Regions from separate parts of the Sus scrofa genome. Here region 1 is linked to region 2. A link is a contact called in public Hi-C data. All regions are on one chromosome and are shown on one strand. Each heading gives the region's core, a stretch centred on a gene start, on an enhancer-like site or on the middle of the called end of the contact. The rest is flanking DNA. Distances are from core to core; before and after follow the strand shown.

Region 1 (3,295 bases), core at 298-2,797, 180 kb after region 2:
TTTTCCCCTACAGGACTCTAAAGAAAGTTAATCTTAGATATTTTAAGATTATGTTTGCTTTTGTGAGATAGGTCTTATTGATGCTTTCTGAAAGAGAAGTTGATATTTGTGTGTTTTATAACCAACATATTTACTAAATTATCTTCTTAATTCTAAAAGCTTTTCATTGATTGGTGGGTGATAGTGGGGTTCTAGTACCTTTATTCTATAATTTTCAAAAGTTATATGACCAGTTTCTCTTTCATATCGTGGTGGGCATCTTTATTTAATTCCTAATTATAATACAATCTCAAGTGTTCATCACACTTCTTGTATTTTCATTGTTAGGCATTAGGCTGGTTATTGGTTTTAACTGTAGACTCTTAGTCTATAATTTATCTTATAATTTACATTTATAATTATAAATATCACTGTAACATATTTCTGATTTTTAATCCAGACTTCCATATCTGAGATAAATCCTACTTAGTCATTATTACGTGTTATTCTTCTCAGGTCTTTACTCTTTTACTTTAAGGGCTGAATTTTTTATTGAATCATAGAAATATTCTCTTTTAATTTATTAGATTTTCTCTGAATCTTTAGTTGGGTTGAATATTTTCAATCTCAAAGGCTAAAATATTCTGTATTATTTCTTTACATAAGAGAAGTATTTCACAAGTATTCTTTTAATCTCAAAACTTGCAATAAAGTACTATATTAACAGCTAATTATTTCCCCTTTTATGTTGGCAAATATAATCATGTAGGTCCTGTTCTCATTCTGATATAGAACTTTGTTAAAGATCCTAATGACATTTACTTTAATAAACCGGAGTTTTGCTTTGTAGAATTAAGCTTCTAATTCAGTTAGTTTTCAAAGCAGAGTGGTAAGGAGTACTGTTAAAGGTCTTGGGCTCACTAGATTATCTGATTTTCAAGTTGTGGCTCTGCCTCTTACAAGCTGTGTGACTTTAGAAAACTTACTTAAGTGTTCTGGGCTCGGCATCTTTAAATGAAATGAGAAGGTACTCTGTATAAGGTTATTGTGAGTGAAACAAATCAATACATATGAGGCTGGTAGAACTTTACCTTGATATTGTAAGTGAGGCTAATTTTATAACTTTCCCTTCAAAACCTAGGCCTGTCAATCTTATGAAACATTTGAAATAGCCTGCAACAACTCTACTATCCTCTTTATTCCCTCTTTCCCTTAGTATTGTTCTGTTAACCCTGCAGTTCCCCAAAAGTCCCTAGTATTAAAATTATTTTTTCTTTCACCTGTTCATCCTGACTCTTTCTTTCACTTGTTTGGCTTTTTTTTTTTTTTTTTCCCATACTTCTAGTATGCCTAGTTTCAAAGCTCAAGGTTGAAAAATGTGATCAATGCAAGTTTTGACAGTGGATGGAAAACTGGAAATGCTACAAGATAAGGCCCCATTTGCCTCTCCTGCAGGTTGATTTAAGTGGGAGAAATGAAGGATTTGAACCAATGAGAGAGAACACTGGGAGGCATACAAGGAAGAAAACAAAACAGAACAAATATCAGCTTGTTGCTCAATATCTTCCTATTCCCTCATTTCATCACTCTGGGCCAAAGGTGAGAGCTAACAAGATATCCATTTTACATGCCTATTGTCTAACACCTAGCTTCCTTCTTAGGCTTTCAATTAACTGCCAGCAGATAGCTTGGCGCCTAGTCTTCCATAAGCTTTCAGGGCAGTCTCAAGGTGGCTGTGATCCAGAGTTACGTGGAAGACATCTGTGTCTGCAGAACATTGGCCTGGCACTGTGGAGTGGCTCTGCAAAAATTCTAGAACCCAGGGCCTTCACAGAATCTTTTCTTTAAATGAAAAGATTTATACTTGATATGATACTTTAATATTTCTGATTCAAATAGGTGGTAAATGTTATTGGGGTGCTGGTGCCTTCATTCTTTAACGAATGACTTTGGGCTAAACTGCTTCATTTGCCTTATGTTCTAAATCAGTGGCTATGGAGAAAGCTTTGGTGGTGAGCTTACGATACGAGTAGTAACTAACATTTATAGAATGTTTATCCCAGGCACTGTTCTGTGTGTTTTACACAGAGCAAGCAACTTATGCAATCTTTGCAGCAACTCAGGGAAGTAGGTGTTATTTTTATCTTCATTTCATATATTAACAAAAAGATACAGAAAGATTAAATAATTTCTCCACGGGAAAAAATAAGCCAGTGATAGGTAGCACCAGGTTCAAACCCAAGCTTGATGCCACTGATAACCATGATTAGAGAGAGATGAAACCAACATGCAGGAAGAAGCAGAGATCCTCGGAACCAGCCGAAATTTGTCCTTGGATTGTTTGAGACACTCAAATATGATAAATCTCTCTGCCTCCCCTTCTTTTTCTAAACTTGGGCTTAAATGTAGGAAGTCTGACATCTGACCTATGCTCTTATTACTGGCAGCTAAAAGTCCAAGTGAACACAAAATTCATTAAAAAAAAGATGAAATACTAAATGTAATTTTTCTTTTTTCTTTTTTGGTTGCATCTGTGACATGAAGAAATTCCCAGGCCAGGGACTGAACCTATGTTGCAGTTGCGACTTGTACCACCACTGTGGCAATGTGGGATCCTTAATCCTTTGTGCCACACAGGAACCTCCAAGTATAATTTTTTTTGCTTCTAATAATCGATTCCAGACTAAGCTCTTTGATATTTGTTATAAAATACTACATATAAACACAGGACACTATTATTTAGTTTTTATATTAAAATATTCTAACTTGATCTTTGCTTTAAGAATGGGGAGTTGGGAAATTTTAGTCACCCTGCTTTGCTTGACTTTCTCCTAGAAAACTGTACAGGGAACATGTAATTGTGTATAAATACTAGCATGTCAGCACAGGCTAAAGCTTTTAGAATTAAGCCAATTCTATATGTTTAGTAACTGTGGAAATTCTTTCAATAGAAAAAAGCATGTAGTTTTTGAAGTTTTGAAATGAAACCTTGTTCGCTGTAAAGAAATACTGTTTATGTAAAGAGATACTGAACTTGGTATCAAGTATTTCTCTTGATCTTTTCTCCTTAAAAGTTAGAGCTGGAGCTCCTGTTGTGGCTCAGTGAGTTAAGAAACCGACATAGCATCTGCGATGATGCAGATCCAATCCCTGGGCTTGCTTAGTGGGTTAAGGATCTGGAGTGGCCATAGCTGCCACGTAGGTCATAGATGAGGCTTGAATCTGGTGTTGCCATGGCCATGGCGTAGGTCTGCAGCTGCAGCTCTGATTCGACCCTAGCCCATGAACTTCCATGTGCCACAGGTGTAGCCATAAA
Region 2 (3,462 bases), core at 407-2,906:
AATGAATTGGAGCTATTAAATTTAGTGCAATTTAATATATCTTTTATTTTGGTTCTTTGAAAACATATTTTGAGGCTATAAGGTACACACATACTTAGAATTATATATTTCTGTTGCACAAGCCCTTTTATCATCATAACTGGCTTTCTTTCATAATTCAATGTGGCATGCTATAATTTATAGTGTAACCAGCAAAAGAAAAGTCTAGTATAAATTAGTACCTTTACCACTTCCCCCAAAAATCTAATGATCTTACAATATTTAAGATCATTAAATCTTAATAATCTTAATTTTTTTTTTCTGAAAGCAGAATAAAGTACCAGAATGACCTTGTAAACTCCTTTAGGACCCAGAAGAAACACTGTCAGTAACATGAGAGGAATCTTAGTTTCTATCAAAGAGAAGCATGATTCTTTAATGAAAAAGGGGGGAAAAATCCTGTTTGATCTCTTTTATTCTGTTACTTATGAATTACAACATATAAATATACATTATACATATACATGATATGTAAACATGTACAATTAATACATACATACATAATATACAATATTATAAACAACAGACTAAAAGTGAACAGAATGTGGCATAATAAAAGATACTTGATTAATACAAAAGAAGAGAGAAAAGGAGAGAAAAGTTAACATAAATTAGGCAGGACATTAAAAAATAATAATATTACAAATCACAAATGATTCAGCAATAACATTAAATAAAAACAAACTAAGTACTCCAAGTAGAAGAATAAAATGATTGTTATATGGCACTTCTAAGGTATACAACTTAAATGTGATGACATAGAATGGTAGAAAATAAAAGAATGGAAAAACAAATAGGCAAATACTAATCAAAAGAAAGTTGGTGTAGGTATACTGATCCAGAAAGTCATATTTAAGGCATGAAGCATTAATAGAAAAAGTCTTAATTCCTGTCAAAGAGAAGCATAATACTTAAAGGGGGGGGAACTGAGCTGAAATGAGAATTACATGAAATGAAAAAGTAGGTAACTGAGATAATCCATGCGAGGTAACTAAAATTATAATGGCAGAATTAAAGTTCACACTGGATTAAAGAATTTTACTAAAGCATTAAAATAAAAAATGAAAATGTGTGGAAAAAGAAATGAGTGAGATGGAGGACATATTTTAAAAGTGTTCTCAGAAGTAAAAGGAAAGAAATGACATGAAAATAATGTGGGAGGGTAATAAACATGGGAAACATAACCATTATCTAACCTTTAAATAATTTTCATTTCTGAAGTAGAAATAAAAATAGAACAGAAGCAAAATCAGATATAAAAAACTTTTGATCTGTGTTCCAAGTAAAATCACTGTAAAGAAACTAGTTCTAAAAGAAAACTGGCAACATTTTTTAAAACTGAAATTGGAACACTGTGTGTTCTAATTAGACTGAAGGTAAAACTTTAAAACTCCCAGTGGGTTAAGCTAGGCTACATGCTTCCCCATTTGTGTATTTTTTTGAACATTTATTTGCTGGGTTAAGGACCTTCCAGAGGTTTGTGGAGATAAGGAGATACCCTAATCTTTTCTGTAAACAGGCTCAGATTTGCTGTTGGACAAAAGCAGATATAGCAGAGGCCAATGAAAGTCTTGCATGACTAATCTACTCTTTACAACACTGGGGCATACTTCCCAGTCTCCTGTGGAGGCCACTACTAGAAATCATCGGAGCTAGTCAACCAGGAGTTATGTGTACGCCCAGGAAAGAGTTGTAAGAATTCTCTAACACTTCAGCTCCAGTACATCACTTTCCATTTTAGCACAATTTACTTTGTACGACTCAAGACATGGATTTCTGGCAGCAAGGCATAATTGAGTTCCAGTTCTACTGTTACGGTACTATTATGGATTCCAAATTCATGGCATCAAATGTTGCTGGATTTCTAGCACTTTAAAGTGACAGTTTTAGCTTATACGACCAAGGCAAAAAGATTGTTGTTGGTCTTAATTTTTCCCAACACCTGGGTAATGGCAGCTGAATGGCTTTAGAACAATGAACCAAGTTCCAGGTCAAAGTAACATCGCTGAGTACAAATGAGTCCTGGAGTTCAGAATTTCCAACTCAGCTAATCCACTGGAAAACACTAGGGATGATTCATTGATGCACATAAGCACACTGAAGAATTCTGGAAACACTTGGGGAACAGGAAACCTGTGAAAGACTGTAACAATTATGATCAAATGTGTTGAGCTTGGTGCAGTGGAGATCATGTTAATTAGGACCACAACCATAAACATAAGCTAATCAAATATATTCTCAAGTTACGCAAAGTTAAAAGAATAACAGCAAAAATACAAACTTCTAGAAACAGCTAAGAAAGTATATTAGTCAGGATCCAGTTGCAGGAAACTGAAAACATTGTGGCTATGTTGGGCATAAAAGAATGTAACAGAGGAACTATTGTTAGAAGATCTTCAAGAGGAGGCTCTAGTTTAGCCTTTTAGTAAAAACACCATTGAATTTGAATAATACCATTGGACTGGTTAGAGAGCTTGTACCCATATCATACTTAGGAAAGGGAAGAATCAGTTGGTCACCACTTGAAGACTTCTAGACTTCAGAAAAACAAATATCTTATGACCTCATTTATATGTGGAATCTAAAACAAAAATAAAAACAAAAACAAAACCCCCCAAAAGAAAAGAAAACATACTCATAGATATGGAGAATAAATGAGTGGTTGCAAGAGGGGAGTTGTGTGGAGCGTTGAGCTAAATAGTGAAGGGGATTAAGATGTATAAATATAAAAATGAATAAGCCACAGGGGTGTAATATACAGCATAAGAAATATGATCAACCATATTATAATAACTTTATATGGAGACAGGTGGTTACTAGACTTAACATGGTGGGTGATCATTTCATAATGTATAAAAATGTCAGATCACTATATATTATACCTGAAACCAACATACTATTGCAAACCAACTACATTTCATTTTATTTTCTTTTATTATTATTACTAAAGTATAATTGATTTACAATGTTTCTTCAAGTTCTATTGTACAGCAAAGAAACACAATCATGCTGTACACTAGGGCCCCGCTGCCCATCCATTCCAAATATGACAGTTTACATCCAAAAAACCCCTCAGATGCCCATCCATCCCACTTCCTCCCCTTTCTGCACTGGGAACCCTAAGTCTGCTTCCATTGATCATGATCTGTTTCTGTTTTTTTTTTTTTTTTTTTTTTAGATAAGATCATCTGTTCTGCATTTTAGATTCCACAAATAAATGATATCATACAGTATTTTTCTTTTTCTTTTTGGCTTACTTCACTTAGTATGAAAGTCTCTTGTTCCATCCATGGTGCTGCAAATGGCATTATTTTGTTCTTTTTATGGCTGAGTAGTATTCCATTGTATATATGTACCACATTTGCTTAATTCATTCATCTGTCAATGGACATTTAGTTTGTTTCCATATCTTGGCTATTGTGA

What was found. Hi-C and Micro-C count contacts between places; a contact is called where the count stands out from the background.
Region 1: a Hi-C map of fetal liver shows a contact between it and region 2, with 1.8 times the contacts expected there. The contact joins two enhancer-like sites. A contact is called at or near these places in 1 of 5 promoter capture datasets (liver) and 2 of 47 Hi-C or Micro-C datasets (fetal liver and liver).

What each region holds. Positions count from the first base shown.
Region 1 is chr1:84,902,819-84,906,113 of Sscrofa11.1, forward strand. It overlaps LOC110260709 (a long non-coding RNA gene), which reads left to right. Exons shown (of 4, transcript XR_002344049.1): 4 at 1,435-3,188. Among named protein-coding and RNA genes, the nearest start is that of FAM46A, 360 kb to the left of the region's middle. Within about 2 kb of position 1,548, at least 3 of the 83 cell types and tissues checked have an H3K27ac peak or open chromatin away from gene starts, as enhancers often do. A contact at or near this core is called in fetal liver, where this site is marked.
Region 2 is chr1:84,721,160-84,724,621 of Sscrofa11.1, forward strand. No RefSeq gene overlaps it. Among named protein-coding and RNA genes, the nearest start is that of FAM46A, 180 kb to the left of the region's middle. Within about 2 kb of position 1,657, at least 3 of the 83 cell types and tissues checked have an H3K27ac peak or open chromatin away from gene starts, as enhancers often do. A contact at or near this core is called in fetal liver, where this site is marked.